Regions from separate parts of the Pan troglodytes genome. Here region 2 is linked to region 1. Evidence: chromatin contacts called from public Hi-C data. All regions are on one chromosome and are shown on one strand. The core of a region is the stretch at or near the end of the contact, and the rest is flanking DNA. Distances in the headings are between cores, read along the strand shown.

The links. A called contact is a pair of places that touch in the nucleus more often than the background predicts.
Region 2: a contact with region 1 is called in a Hi-C map of stem cell-derived neural progenitor cells, with 2.2 times the contacts expected there. The contact joins the promoter of ADAMTSL3 here to the enhancer-like site in region 1. A contact is called at or near these places in 2 of 7 Hi-C or Micro-C datasets (induced pluripotent stem cells and stem cell-derived neural progenitor cells).

Annotation. Positions count from the first base shown.
Region 1 is chr16:74,884,634-74,892,084 of NHGRI_mPanTro3-v2.0_pri, forward strand. The region is part of intron 3 of ADAMTSL3 (ADAMTS like 3); the gene reads right to left. Among named protein-coding and RNA genes, the nearest start is that of ADAMTSL3, 77 kb to the right of the region's middle. Within about 2 kb of position 2,603, at least 1 of the 24 cell types and tissues checked has an H3K27ac peak or open chromatin away from gene starts, as enhancers often do. A contact at or near this core is called in stem cell-derived neural progenitor cells, where this site is marked.
Region 2 is chr16:74,962,205-74,969,655 of NHGRI_mPanTro3-v2.0_pri, forward strand. ADAMTSL3 (ADAMTS like 3) reads right to left here and starts at 2,955. Exons shown (of 29, transcript XM_024349337.3): 1 at 2,771-2,955; 2 at 1,220-1,321. The coding sequence starts at 1,288.

The sequences.
Region 1 (7,451 bases), core at 1,353-3,852:
CTGTCCTTAGAATGGTTACTGCAGGGCAAACAGGATTATTTCTCCCTTGTTTTCACTGCAGGCTTATCTTTCCCAAATCTCTTCTGTCATGTAATTAGATTCAAGTAGCAGAGACTGGGGCATTTTCAGACTTTATTGGTAGCCTCTTTCTAGCCAGAAACTCCTTAAAATTTTATTTTACGTGTGTTAAACGTGGGGCTTCCTCTTTTGTCACCAGCAGTTAATGGATATCCAAATCCAATTTACTGTACTAAGTGTTTGATCCTGATGGTAGCTGACTTGACAAAAATTGCTCAGTGGCAAAAACAAAAACAAAAACAAAAAAAAAAAAACCTTGAAGTTAGTGAGATTACCAACACAAGCAAAAAAATTGTACGCTTTAGTGTATTAAAAATCACCCACTGATCCCCCAAGATGACCTTATAAATACTTAAAAGGAAATTCTTCATGGGAGAAGCTTCTGGAAAATAATTATTCAGGCTATGAATCTGGAAAGAAGATTAAAGAGACCCAACATTGAAATATTTCCTTTTCAAAGTCAAGTTCCTCATCTTTGTGGGCTAAGGCTACTTTCTTACTGAAATCAGTAACTTTTTCCTTGTTAAAATAAGGAACAGTTGTGTTGCTCCTGAGAAACACTGTTAGTTTATTATCTTATGAATCTGTGACTTCTGCAACTGATTGTGTTTCTCTCTCCCAGTTGGCTGCTAGAAAGCTCAGATCAAATCTGTGCCCCTGTAGTAAGTATGGAGAGCTCTATGGTGTGTATTTTTATTTTAGTCTTATTCCTGGCTTTATCAGATACCTTTATTCTTCTCTTTGTCACCTACTTCTGGTTTATTTTATTTCTGGTTAAATTTTCTTTCTTCTGATAGACTGCTTTGTTTAATAGTAGATTTAATTTTTAAAAATACTCTTATTCTATAAGATTTGCATAGTGAGGCTGCCTGATAGAGTTTTACTATCCATTAGATGAACTATTATAACTACAGGTGGCGCTCAGACAATAGTATAATCATATCTGAAAACTAGTATTGGAGGTTCGGGTTCCCTACTTTCTGTCGGTGTTCAAAGAGAGGCTGGATGACCATCTCAAGATGCCATATCAAACATGAGAACCCCAGCCCTCCCCACTAGCCCTCCCCACTAGCAGAGGAGAATCCAGAGAATATATGCTTCCACCATCTGCAAAAATCATTCCCAAGTTGAGAGTGACCCCTGGGGGCAGTCTGGGCATAATGTCCTGTGGGGTCTAAAAAGGAAATTCAGTCTCCTTAGGCTCCACGACGGTTTATGGTTTGGAGAGAAATGTTCTAATTCCTTTGTGCTTTTAAGACTATTTGCTGAGCATCAACCCTCCCAGAAATGGCTACACCCATACCTGAACCAGCAGGTGTGAGTGAGCAGGGCAGTTCATCACAAAGCAGGCACACAAGTGCTGGGATGCTGAATAAGCTACAGCTATTTGGTCAAGGAACTCCTACATGAACATCTGCAAACACAGGGAACCTGCACTTCCAACCCTGGCTTTCCTAGCTGTGTCCTGGTAACGCCAATAGCAACACAGTGACAACTCGTGGATGAAAATTTAAAACAAAAAAGTTAACATGTTTTTGTTTTAGATCATGATTCTTGCCAGTGTCATTAACTATCAAAATAATGTCTACAAATCCAGATTCACATAATAGGTAACTCAATAAAATCTTACAATTTTTGTGTTCACTCTGGTTCTGAAGGCTCAAGAGAGGGATTTTTTAAATTGCAAAATGTTAAATGTTAAAGACTTTTCCCCTTTAAAAAACCCACAAAAATAATCATAAATTGTTGCCATAAAAATTACTATCTGGACTTAATGCCATTATGAGTTCATAGTCTATATTTTATAGCTAAAATGTTTCAAGCTGCAAAGCATCATTATAAAACACAAAAAATAACTTTTGTCTCAGAGACTCACTATTCCTTTTACGCTGAGAGACTCACCACACTTCCCTCCTGTCTGAATACCAATCTTTAATTAAATGTCCGCCTGCATTGTCTATTCCTTATACGCCACTCCAGATGTCTATCCAGTGGGAAGGGGTCCCTGGGCCATTTTGTGGTTGATGTCCAAGTCACTTCCATGCTTTTACTGGGCACTAAGCCAAATAAATTATCTAAGGCATTCAAAGTAGATGTCAAAATTAATAATTTTTTATTCATAAGAAATTCAGGATCATGTCCCCTATTTTATGAAACATGAGTGCTGTCAACAAACTAGAGGAAATTTTTAAATAAAGTCATTTCCCTGTAAATTTAATCAGCACCATTTTCTTCAGACAATGAGAGAGCTTCCTTCAAAGATTAGCAAGTATGGTGTGATCATTTGAAAGATTTGCACTAAAATGCAGCATATTACAGAGCGAGTTGTTTTCCATACCTCTAGACCCACAAACTTTCTCTGGTGGGTTAAAATGACATTAAATTCCACCCATGTAATGCACACAGCCCACAAAAATGCCAAAGGACAATTAACTTAGCACCAGCCCCAGAATTCCAATCACATTTAGAAGCTGTGATTCACAGTCTCTACCCGACAGGGTCAGTACCTAATTTGTAGACACCCATGACTAAGTCTCTCACCCCCAGGAAGAGAACCTTCCTCTCCACTTCTATAGTCTCTGTCAACACCTCTACGATAGTATCACATTAGGATTAGTTTTGTCCATTCATTTCCCCTGCTGGGCTCTGGCCTAGTTGAAAACAGAAACTGTCTTGTTCCTCACTTTATTGCAGAGGGTTGGTGTATAGTAGGTGTTCAACTTGTCTTGATTGAATGGATGATTCAGTTCATTTTTGTTTAGGAGGGTTTAAGGAGATATTTTACATTACATTTTCCATTTCACTCTTGTGATTACACCCAGACGGTAAATTTAATGAAACGCAGAAAATGGAAATGATGTGGCAGGTTGTAATAAATACCAGCTCAGGAATTCCTTACAAGTGTGTTTCCCCAATACAATGCAGTATTGTGCTCTTTCCAACAGCCATAATTTACCGAGCCCATTTTGACAGATTCTAATGAACCAAATGTCATTTATGACAATATCCATTACCTGTGCTCACTGTAGTCTGACAGGAATCACATTCGGAATGACACCATATCCTAAGCTGGTGGTTTCTAAAGAAACATACCCCTTTAACACAAAAAAAAGATAAACAGGTATGTGTGACTTTCTGATGAAAATTCAACTCTGTGTATGAGGTAGAAAGATAATCTAGCACAAATGAGGCAAATTCAATAAATTCCATTTCCATGAAATGTTAACAGAATAAAAATAATGGTTTTATGGAATGTAATCAACTAGTTAAGATGGAGCCGAATATTGTTTATATAGTTTCTAATAGATTTCTAGAGTATTTCTTGTAATCCAAATTCATTAATAAATGTCAAAGCAATAGCCCTGGTATATATTATTGCCCATCATTATTTGACCAGAATTGAATTTTCTGGGAAAATCAAAATTTTAAGAAATACCATTCATTCCAAGCTGTTCCTTTAAATTCCACTTTTACTCGTGTATGTTTTGAACTGACAAAGGAAGCATCTGTTAGGCAGATAAATATACAGTGTTGACTCACTTATCTGACAGAATTAGGACACTTAGTTATTTTCTAGGTAATAAAGGATGCCCTTTAGTGTATTATTTTTAGCTTAACTTTTTAAATGGAAAACACACATTACAGTCTGGAAATAAGGTACCTAGAAAATAATTTAACCCCTTCTGAGTACTCAGAATCATTTTTGGGAACACCAATTACTATCAAAGCAATGGGTTTGTTGTGATTCTCTTTTAGTAAAAGCTGTACATATGTAAGAGGTACAACATGTTTTGATATACATATACATAGTGAAATGATTACTATAGTCAAGCAAATTAACATATCCATCTCCTCACATGGTTACTTTTGTGTATGTGTGGTGAAATTTACTCTCATAGCAAATTTCCAGTATATAATACAGCATTATTAACTATAGTCACTTATCCTACATAACTGCAACTTGTACCCTTTAACCAACATCTCCTCTCCATTCCAGGCCCTGGTAACCATAGTTCTACTCTCTGTTGCTATACAATCTTTAGATTTCACGTATAAGTAAGATCATGCAGTATTTTTATTTCTGTGTCTGGCTTATTCCACTTAGCATAATGTTCTCCAGGTCCATTCATGTTGTTGCAAAAGGCAGGATTTCCTTCTTTTTTAAGGCTGAACAATATTCATAATAATTCATAAAGAATAATATAGTTATATATATGTATGTATATCACATTTTCTTTATCCATTCATCTATCAATGGACACTTAAGTTATTGCCATATCTTGGCTATTGAGTATAACACTGCAATGAACACGGGAGTGCAGATATCTCTTCAAGACAATGATTTTATTTCCTTCGGATACATACCTAGAATCATGAGTGCTAGATTATATGGTAATTCTATTTTTAAACTTTTAAAGAACCTCCATACTGTTTTCTAAAATAGCTGCACTAATTTACATTCCCACCAACAGCATATAAGAGTTCCTTTTCTTCACACTCTCACCAACACTTATTATCTCTTGTCTATTTGATAACAGACATCCTAATAGATATGAGATGTTTTGTCATTGTGGTTTTTATTTGCATTTTCCTGATGATTAGTGATTCTGAGCACCTTTTTATATACCTGTTGGCCACTTGTATGTCTTCTTTTGAGAAATGTCATTTGCCCATTTTTTAATCCAGTTAGTTGGAAGCATCACACTTCCTACTATACTTCCCAATTTCAAATTGTATTACAAAGATATAGTAATCAAAACAGTATGGTACCGGCATAAAAACAAACACATAAACTAATGAAACCAAAGAGTGAGTCCATAAATAAACCCACACATATATGGTCAACTAATTTTCAACAAGGGGGCCAAGAATATACAATGGGAAAAGGATAGTCTCTTCAATAAATAGTGTTTGGAAAACTGAAAAGCCATATTTGAAAGAATGAAATTGAACCTTTATCTTACACCATACCCAAAAATCAACTCAAAATGCCTTGAAGACTTAAATGTAAGACCTAAAACCACCATAAAACTCTTAGAAGAAAACAGATGGGAAAGCTTTTTGATATTAGCCTTGGCAAGAATTTTTCAAATATGACACCAAAACCTCAGGCAACACAAGTGAAAATAAGTGAGACTGCATTAAACTAAAAAGCTTCTGCATGGCAAAGAAAACAATCAACAGAATGAAAAGGCAACCTACATATTAGGACGAAATATTTGCAAACCATATATCTGAGAAAGGATTAATATCCGAGAAAGGATTAATATCCAAAATATATAAGAAATTCACACAACTCAATAGCAAAAAAAAAAAAAAAAAATTATGATTCTAAATGCTCCTAACCATTATACTTTTTGGGTTCTTGAGGCTGGTTTTGCTTTGGTATGAAACTGTGCTTGGCTTCTTTTACACTATTCTCCATTCCAGCATCTGACCTCCCTTTTTTACCTCTTTCCATGCAGAGCAACCTGAGCACCACTCCGAGGAGGATCCTCTAGCTTTAGCCCTTACTGGTTCACCATCCCAGGTTTGGAATTTTGTTTCAGATTCAGACTTGCAGAGTTTATTCCTGTAGTTCCTCCACCTGTAAAATCCATTGGTTTGGTGTGCCGTAGGAAGTCAGTGCCCCTGGCCTCATCAACTAGCACCTTCTCTGGGCAATGAATATTCTTGAGTGATCCAGTGCCTTCTATAATGTTCCATGTTTCTTCTTAAGCATCAGGTTTTTAATTTCAGTTTTTAGATGTTATCCATCTCTTAAAGATAAAAATAGGCCCTTCAGGTCAGATAGCACTCCACTTCGTTGCCTATTCTCTGACAATTCTTTCCCTGAATCATCACGCTGAGTGGTCTTTTTCAAACTGAGATCCATAGAGGTATGGTTTTTATACCCAGTGGATTTTGCCAAGGTGGTACTTCTACAAGTCTGCTAGAGCCACAGGGTTATTGGGCTTGGGGTGCCCATTAAAGCAAGTATGGCTGCAGTGACCAAAGACTTAGATCACAATACCCAAGTCCCATCAAATACTTAGAAAGCCTTCCCAATAAGGATGGGTACAAACAAGCCCAAACTAAGAGGACGACAATAAATATCCAACTCTTCAATGCCCAGATACTGACAAACATCCACAAGCATCAGGACCATCCAGGAAAACATGACCTTACCAAACAAAGTATATAAGGCACCAGTGACCAATTCTGGAGTGACAGAGATATGTGACCTTTCAAACAGAGAATTCAAAATAGCTGTTTTGAGAAGCTCAATGAAATCCAAAATAACACAGAGAAGGAATTCAGAATTCTATCAGATAAAACTAACAAAGAGATTGACGTATTTTAAAATAATCAAGCAGAAGTTCTGGAGCTGAAAAATGCAATTGACAAATAGAAGAATGCATCAGAATCCCTTAACAGCAGAAATGATCAAGCAGAGGAAAGAATTAGTGAGCTTGAAGACAGGCTATTTGAAAATACACAGAGAAGACAAAGAAAAAAAATAAAAAATAACGACATATGCCTATGGGATCAAAAAATAGCCTCAACAGGGGACATCTAAGAGTTATTGGTGTTAAAGAGAAGGTAGAGAGAAAGATTGGGGTAGGAATTTTACTCAAAAGGATAATAACAGAGAATTTCCCAAACCTACAGAAAAAATACCAATATTCAAGTACAAGAAGCTTATAGAACACCAAGCAGATTTAACCCAAAGAAGACTACCACAAAGCATTTAATAATCAAACTCCCAAGGGTTAAGAATAAAGAAAGGATCCTAAAGGCAGCAAGAGAAAGAAACAGTATACAATGGAGCCCCAATATATCTGGCAGCAGCCTCCTCAGTGGAAAATTTACAGGCCAGGAGAGAGTAACATGACATATGTAAACTGCTGAAAGAGAAAAAAAACCCTTTATCCTAGAATAGTATATCCAGCAAAAACACCCTTTAAACATGAAGGAGAAATAAGGACTTTCCCAGACAAACAAAAACTGAGAGATTTCATCAACACCAGACTTGCTCTGCAAGAAACGCTAAAGGGCATTCTTTAACCTGAAAGAAAAAGACTTTAATGAGAAATAAGAAATCATCTGAAGGTACAAAACTCACCAGTAATAGTAGCTACACAGAAAAACACAGAATATTATAACACTGTAATTGTGGCACATAAACTACTCAAATCTTGAGTAGAAAGATTAAAAGATGAACCTATCAAAAATAATAACTACAACTTTTCAGGACATAGACAGTATAATAAGATGTAAATAGAAACAAAAAGTTTAAAAGCAGGAGGATGTAGTTTAAGTGTAGAATTTATATTGGTTTTCTCTTTGCTTGTCAGTTTGTTTATGCAATCAGTGTTAAGTTGTCATCAGTT
Region 2 (7,451 bases), core at 1,705-4,204, 78 kb after region 1:
ATCCTGAAAAGACTTAACTTTTGTTCTAACAAAAGAGCTCTATTAATATGATTACGGGATAGCATCGATAAAATGGGATAATGGGGAGAAGATGTACCTTGCTGACCACTTCTTTGTGCATCACAGAATTCACAGGGCATTGGAGCCAAAAGAGGCTTTAGAGGCACTAAGTCCAAGAAAGTGAAACAAGAGGCAGAGGAGTCTGATTAATTTATCCCAGGGTATATATCTTCATTCATGGATGCATGTTTATTTAACAGACATTTAAGCCCTTAAGTGACAAGTCCCTTCCTAGACCCTGAGGGTACACAGGCCACCAAGCCATGTATTTGAGAAGCTATGTCTGCAGGGAGGGATTGCCTTGTTCTAATTCATAAGACACTGTATGGAGCTAGCAGCAGCCCTTGGGACACAATACTAAGATGTGCCCTGCCTTTAGATCTGGGGCTGCAAACACATTTATCTGCCTTTCAATACTTTAAAAACTGGGAAATTTTGTAAGAAATCTAGATGATCCAGCTATCTTGAAAAATAAGATCTGGCAATCCTGGGCTTATGTCTCCACTTAGCAACGATCAGATGGAATTGAGTAGAGGCTGCTCTTAATAGATGGAGCATGCGTTCTGCACTTTGCCACTGTCTCCATTACTCACTACTGTCTCTTAGGCAATGCTAGCCTCATTCCTTTGTTTGAGTCTGTCCTATAGGCAAATAAAGATGCAATTCATGAGCCGGGTCCTCTCAAGTTGGTTGGAAAAGACAGCAGAAGTCTAAAGAGAGGACTGTGGGATAAAACAGTGGGATACGTGATGACAGATGTAAACTCAGAATATTTATTTAGCAGCTTAGCTAGGGCCAGAACCTGGCTCTGCCCATTAATTGTTTCCTGGTCTCCAGCAACCCAGCCTCTACTGGGCACATGCAAACAGCCATTCTAGTCTGAAATGACAAGGTCCATCACAGCCCCAGGTCATCACCGGTGTATGGTATCCACAGTGCTCTTAAAGCCCTACTCAGGATTCAGAGAGGACCCAAGGGATCTGGATAATCCTTACAGCTAAGCCAACCAGAAATACCATTGGCTGGAGATAGGAAAGAAAGTTTGGTTCTCTGGTGTAGGATTAACACTAATCATGCCACATCTTAGGTGGTCTACAATAATGCCTCTGAGTAAACAGAGGGATGTCCACCATTTCCCTTCCCCTCCCTATGACCTTACCTGCAGGAGGGTAGAGTGCATGAAGACCATCCCTATCAGCACCCACCAGGGGCTCGTCCAGGAAGCCATGGGGTCTGGTCTCCTCCGGGTCTCAGTTGTAGCCTACAAACGAGGAAAGAGTTCATTACCAACCAGCTCTGGCCCCCATGGCAGTAAACCATGACTTAAGAGACCCATTAGATGGAGGGACCCTGAATCCCAGATACTATTTTGGAAAGGTTTGTGTTGGCCCAGGTTGCAGCTGCCTACTGCAGGGTGCGGGCTAACTGGGCTCCCTTTAGAAGGTCCACATCAAAGTCAGGCGAGGGCTGGCCTGTCTCCAGTGGGCAACTCATACCTCCAGCTCTTCAGAAGCTGAGATATCCCTGCCCAAGCCTATCTGTCAGCAGCAGGGTGTCGCTATTGGCATTTGACTCAGGAAGCCAGCACAGAGCCAAGGTTTAGGCCAGCTTCTGCTGCTCGCGGCAAAAATGAGTCTAAGACAACAAAGCCACCCAGAGAGGGAAAGGACCTGCCTAAGGTCACACAGCAAGATAGTCACATTTTAGGGCTGAAACGCAGATCTTCTGATAGTTCAAGGCTTTCCTCGCTAGATGACACCGTGCGCCCTCGAGGTCCGGGACCCACACCCAGAGAGACGCCTGAGAGCTAAGTTCAGGGAGGTTTGGAGGACACAGCCCCTGAGCCAGCCTAACACAATCTCCTAAAAGTAGGTGAGGGCCAGCCAGCAGAGGTCAGCTGAAACCAGGAGGGAAGCGGGGACTTTTCCCCTTACTTTTCCTGTCAATTTACAGGGAAATCAGTATGAGTCCAGACTGGAAAAGCCGAGGTCACACTCGACTCCCGCTTCGCCTCGCGGGCGCCTTGGCGGAGCTGGTGTCCGGGGGCGTGTCGGTGGCTTCTCTCCATCTGGAGAAGGCATTAAGGGCCTGGTCTAATGTGATCCGCAAATGTGCTGCTGTTTCCGACCTGAGGCGGCGACTCCTGGCTGAAGGGAGGCGGCCAGTGCGGGGCCCTGGGACTCTGCGCCACCCTCGCCTGCTCGCACCAGCCTTCCGAGTGCACACTCCTCCGACTACCCGCTGCCTCGAAGTCGCTCCTCCAGTGCCTCCGCCGCGTCCCGGTCACTCCCACGCCCACTTTCCACGATCGCGCGTCGCCTCAACCCCCGGCGTTCTGGGCGCTCGCTACCCAGTGGTCAACCGGCCGGACCTTCGGACCCGCGAGGTTTCTGCTTAGTAACTCCCAACCCTGAAAAACTCCAACCCTGTGGAGTTCCCCCATAATCAAGAACGCCCCTCAGCCCGCGAACTGCCCCCGAAAGACTCCCTGAACCTTCCGGGACGGCACGGAGCGCGCCCGACCCGAGGTGCCCAGCAGTGAGGAGCACCCCAGTCCTGAGGCCCCCTGGGGCCCGCGTGGCACGCCCCGACTCTGCTTGGAGACCCCCAACTTGCTTAGAGAGGCCACTGCTCCAAGTCTTACTCCCCCTGGGGAGCGCCTTCCCCCGACCCCTGAGGGGCCGCCCTGCGCCGAGCTCGGTGCACCCACCTTGCGCCGCAGAAGTATCTGGGACGTGCAGCCCCGGGGCCGCGCGGGCTCGGCGCGCGCTGGGGAGAAGTTGGCAGAAGCCGCCCGTCAACACCTCGTGCGGAATCCGGCACCAGGACCTTCCCCGACGCCGGCCTCCAGCCCGCGGCGCCGCAGTCGCCGCCGCCGCCGCGAAGTTAAATGGGGCTGGGACGGGGGCTGCCCCGCCTCTCCCGCCCCCTCCGGGCGCGCAGAGCGCTGCGCTGGCCCCGGCCCAGAGGCGGAGGGCGCGCGCCGCCACCTGCACCGCCCGGCAAGTGCACGGCGCGCCCAGGCGCCCGTCAGCCTGCGCGCCGGCACCGCGCCCTCGGCTTGAGCTGGAGGCGCCGGGGGCGCGAAGAGACCCCGTGTGGGGCCGGGCTGGGGCCGGGCTCGGGCCGCTCGGAGCGCGCGGGGCCGCGGCGACGGCGAGACTCGGCTGGAACGCTCCTCCGCCCGCTTCCTGGAAGCCACTCCTCGCCCTGGGCCGGCCGCCAGGCGTTGTGCCAAGAGCCGGGATTGCCGACGCCGCCACCGCCGCCGCCGGCAGGCGCGCTGGGGAAAGGCGGCCGCTGCGCCGCAAGCCAGCCTGGCCGCCCCGCCTCAGCCGGAGCCGGAGCAGGGATGCCGTCGCTCCCCCGAAGCCCACCCCCGGCCCCACCTCCCATAGCCTCCACCCACCCCGCCCAGACCCGGGCGCCAGCTCTGCAAAGTCAGGCCCAGCAGCCACACAGAGGTTTGCCCGGAACCGCTGGCTCGTGCCTAAGAGCCATAGGCACTCCTGGCCAGGCAGGACCATAGTGGAGACCAGTGGCCCTCTCCTGGCCTGCGCCTCCTCCGCGCAGCATAGAGGCCACACAGGGGACTGTGGAGCGCTCACTGCCCAGAGGCCTGGGTCCTTTGGCAGCCAGGGACCACGAGGATCTTGCAGGAGCTCCTCTTAACTGGGTACCTGGCGCCCCCTTGTCTGAGCCGGGCTTGGGGAACTGAGAGCTCCACAGGTGCCAGAATCATGCCGTGTCCAGGCCTGGGATTTGGGGTTGGGGGGAAGAGTGTCGCGGACAAGAGACTGGGGTGAGTTGCCTGTGTACTTCTGGAGGTGAAGAGAAGTAAAAGGAAATGTTTGTCCCTGTCCTTGTCCTAGTCCCAGCAGGATAAGCCAAGGGCCAGGAGATTGATCTTAAAGGCTGCATTATGCCCCCACCTAAGTCCTACCACAGTCGCCATTTCCTTGGGTGTCTGTCGAGTACCCAGCTCTTTGTGTCTATCTGATCTTCACAGCGGCAGTAGTTCAAGCATTATCCCATTTCACCTAGGATAAATCTGAGGCTGGGAGGATAACTTGCCTACCATGAGTGGAGAAGCCAGGACTGGAACCCCTATCTGCCTCTCTCTAGAGCTTGGACTGTTCACCCCTAAAGTTGTTCTCCTGCCTTCTCTGTGGTTGCTGCGTTCCAGTTACTGCTAGAGCTTTGCCAAGAGCAGTTGGCCCTGGCTGCTTTCCTCACTCATTCTTCCCTTACTTACTCTGGTGACTTCCTCTGGCCAAGAAGAGGATCTTCAAGGCTGTCTCTCCACTCTATGTAAAATGATTGGACTTGTGGCAAGTGAGCAGAGGACAGGTCAGTGTGGAGACAGGAGAGGTAAGAGTAGCCAGTGAAGGGTAGGGAGGGCTGGGCTAAACTAGAGCTAACTCATCTATGGACAATCGATCCTTTTTATTTACTGTAGTTGTGGTCTATAAAGTCACAGAACAACGAATTTGTGAATATGGAGCCATTGTTCCTAGGGGAAATATAGAGTTGGGTTCCTGCAAGCTCACAATATTTTTGTCAATCAATCAACACATTGCCTTATTTTATGCATGTTTCTGTTTAAAGACTCCTTACTTAACATCTATTATTGATTCCTGAACACTGAGCTCACAGCCTACAGTGCTGTAACTCACGCCTGAATGAAGCTTATCTAACTTACGTATTTTCTCTGCAACGCACATCCCAGCCCTCTTCCACTTAGGAACGCTAGACTTCACTTCAGCACTGTGCCTGGGGGGTGCTTTAAGCAGCAAAATCATCAAAAAAAAAGACAAAAAAAAATGTGAAAACATGGCAATGAAGAGAACTTTTGGGCCACTCATTTACAGTGTGAAAGCTGAAACAGGAAGACAGAGGGTTGACTGGTTGGACCTTAGCTTCCAACATGTGTCTCAAGAGACTCAAAACGTTCAGCACTGGTTCAATGACTTTGAAAGTGCTGCAGCTATTGATTATGAGGTGTTAAAATAAAAACTTTAGACAAATTTAACAGAGGTTAATTGAGCAAAGAACAATTTGAAAATAGGGCAGCCCCCCTCAGCCCCAAAACAAAATAGATTCAGAGCAACTCTGGGGCTTCCACATGGTCAGATAATATTTATGGACAGAAAACGGAATATGATGAACAGAAAACGGAAATGAGGTACAGAAACAGCTGGATTGGTTACAGCTCAGCATTTGCCTTATTTAAACATGGTTTAAACAGTTGACCGCCTGTGATTGGCCAAAACTCTGTGACTGCTTCAAGAGTAGGTTACAGTCTGTTTACACATCATTAGGTTACAGTTCACTATGTACAGAGAGACCTTTAGGCCGAACTTAAAATATGTAAGAAGGCAACTTTAGGCTAAACTTAATTTAACGGAGGTGACAAATAAATTTTACCCAGTAGCTGAATTCACAATAAGGAATCTGCAAATAATGAGAATTGATTTTTCGTGCTTCTCATATCAGAGTATCAGTAAAGGAATAGCCACATTAACATTTCAAAACACTTAGGATGTGGCAGGCACTGTTCCAGATACTTTGCTTATACTGAGTCATCCCATCATCACAACAGCCTATGGGGTAGATATTATTTTTATTCCCATTTTGCAAATGAGGAAACTGAAGTGGAAAGGTTTAAATACCTCATGTTCTTAGCAACTAGACGATACCACTCCTCATCGTTCATATTCTAAAACTAGCCCCACCATATCATGGAGTCAAATGCAAAAAAGTCACATGAATATGCAAGATGAAATGGAGAATTCAAAGAAATATTATGCTTGTGCAGTGGCGGCTGCATTAAGCAGAGCTCCCAGTGTCTGCAACTCAAGAAGGCACTGAGAATGCCTCTGGAGTTGGGGGACTTTGCTGGGAACATTTGAGATGCACTGCTCTGCTTTAAGGTATTAATGGCTCAGCAGGACTTCCTGTCTCATCTCCCTTGGGCAATCTGACTCCTGAGCCAGCCTCCAAGGAGTGCCCCACACCAAGTACTAAGACCAGGACTGAGCCTTTCTCTCCCACAGGTTCCATCTAGCAGGAGGCCAGCCCCCTCAAAGAGCAGGTGTTCCAGTAGCGAAAAATAGTAGAGAAAACATCACCAATACCTTTATAGAACTTTTGCCTTCCAGTTAACCCTAGCAGGTCAAGCAAACCTGTGTGAGTGGCCAAGGTACTGTAAGTTAGGACAACAAAGAGCTGCAGAGGACAGCCTCCACTGGGGGTGCTGGCTGGACTTCACAGATGTTATGCACAGAATCATGGCCTCACCACCCCTCAGTCACCTCTTCCCTCACCCCTTCCCTCAGTCACTCACCCACACTTCCCTCCCATCCTTACTTCCTCACCTGAGGCTTGGCCCAAATGTTTAAATAAGACATTGCCAAAGGCATGGTGTGGTGGGAGATCAGGAATTGGGAAGAACAGGAATGAATAAACCCCAAAGCAGCTAATCTGGCTGATTTGGCTGTTGAGTGTAGCCACCTACCGAATCACTATCTGGGGAGGTTCAGGCCCCTCCCTGCCTACTTCCTGGACTTCCTCCCTGTGAGAACACCCACCACCTGGGGACAATGGCAATGCATTTAGACTCTGAAGGGTCGAGGAAACTGAGTTCCATTTCCTCCCTAAGATCCAACTTCTTGGCTTCCTGGCTTTCACTACCTGTCTCAGGACCTGCTTCTTCCTAGATGAATTTCAGAGATTCCTGCCCGCGCTCCCAGCTTTGCCTGCTCCCAGCTTTGCCTGTTGACCTCGACCCAACAAGCACACAGTACAACATTCACGTGAGAGATACACATTGAAGACCAGGAAAAGAACTACTGATGATGGTGGTGTTGGGGTGTGTTTAGGTTTTGCCCTTAGAGACAAGGAATATCAATTCAGGCATCAGCCTTAATTTGTTCTTGAAACAGAAATGCTCTTTCTGGTTACAGAGTTGTGAAGTGGGCTTGGGAAGCACACTCAAGAAGGCTGTGTTGGAGGCTTGGAGAAAAAGAGTACTTGGAGGCAAGTACTCGAATAGAAGGTACCATTGACTGCAGCAGACACCAAAGATACACTCTCAGCCAAGGCCACTAAGAGATAACACATCTGGGGCCAGGTGCAGTGGCTCATGTCTGTAATCCCAACACTTTGGGAGGCTGAGGCGGGCAGATCATTTGAAGTCAGGAGTTCGAACCCAGCCTGGCCAACATGGTGAAACCCCATCTTTGCTAAAAAATACAAAAATTAGCCAGACATGGTGGCGTGCACATGTAGTCCCAGCTACTCGGGTGGCTGAAGCAGGAGAATCACTTGAACTGGGAGGCAGAGGTTGCAGTGAGCTGAGATCACACCACTGCACTGCAGCCTGGGCAACA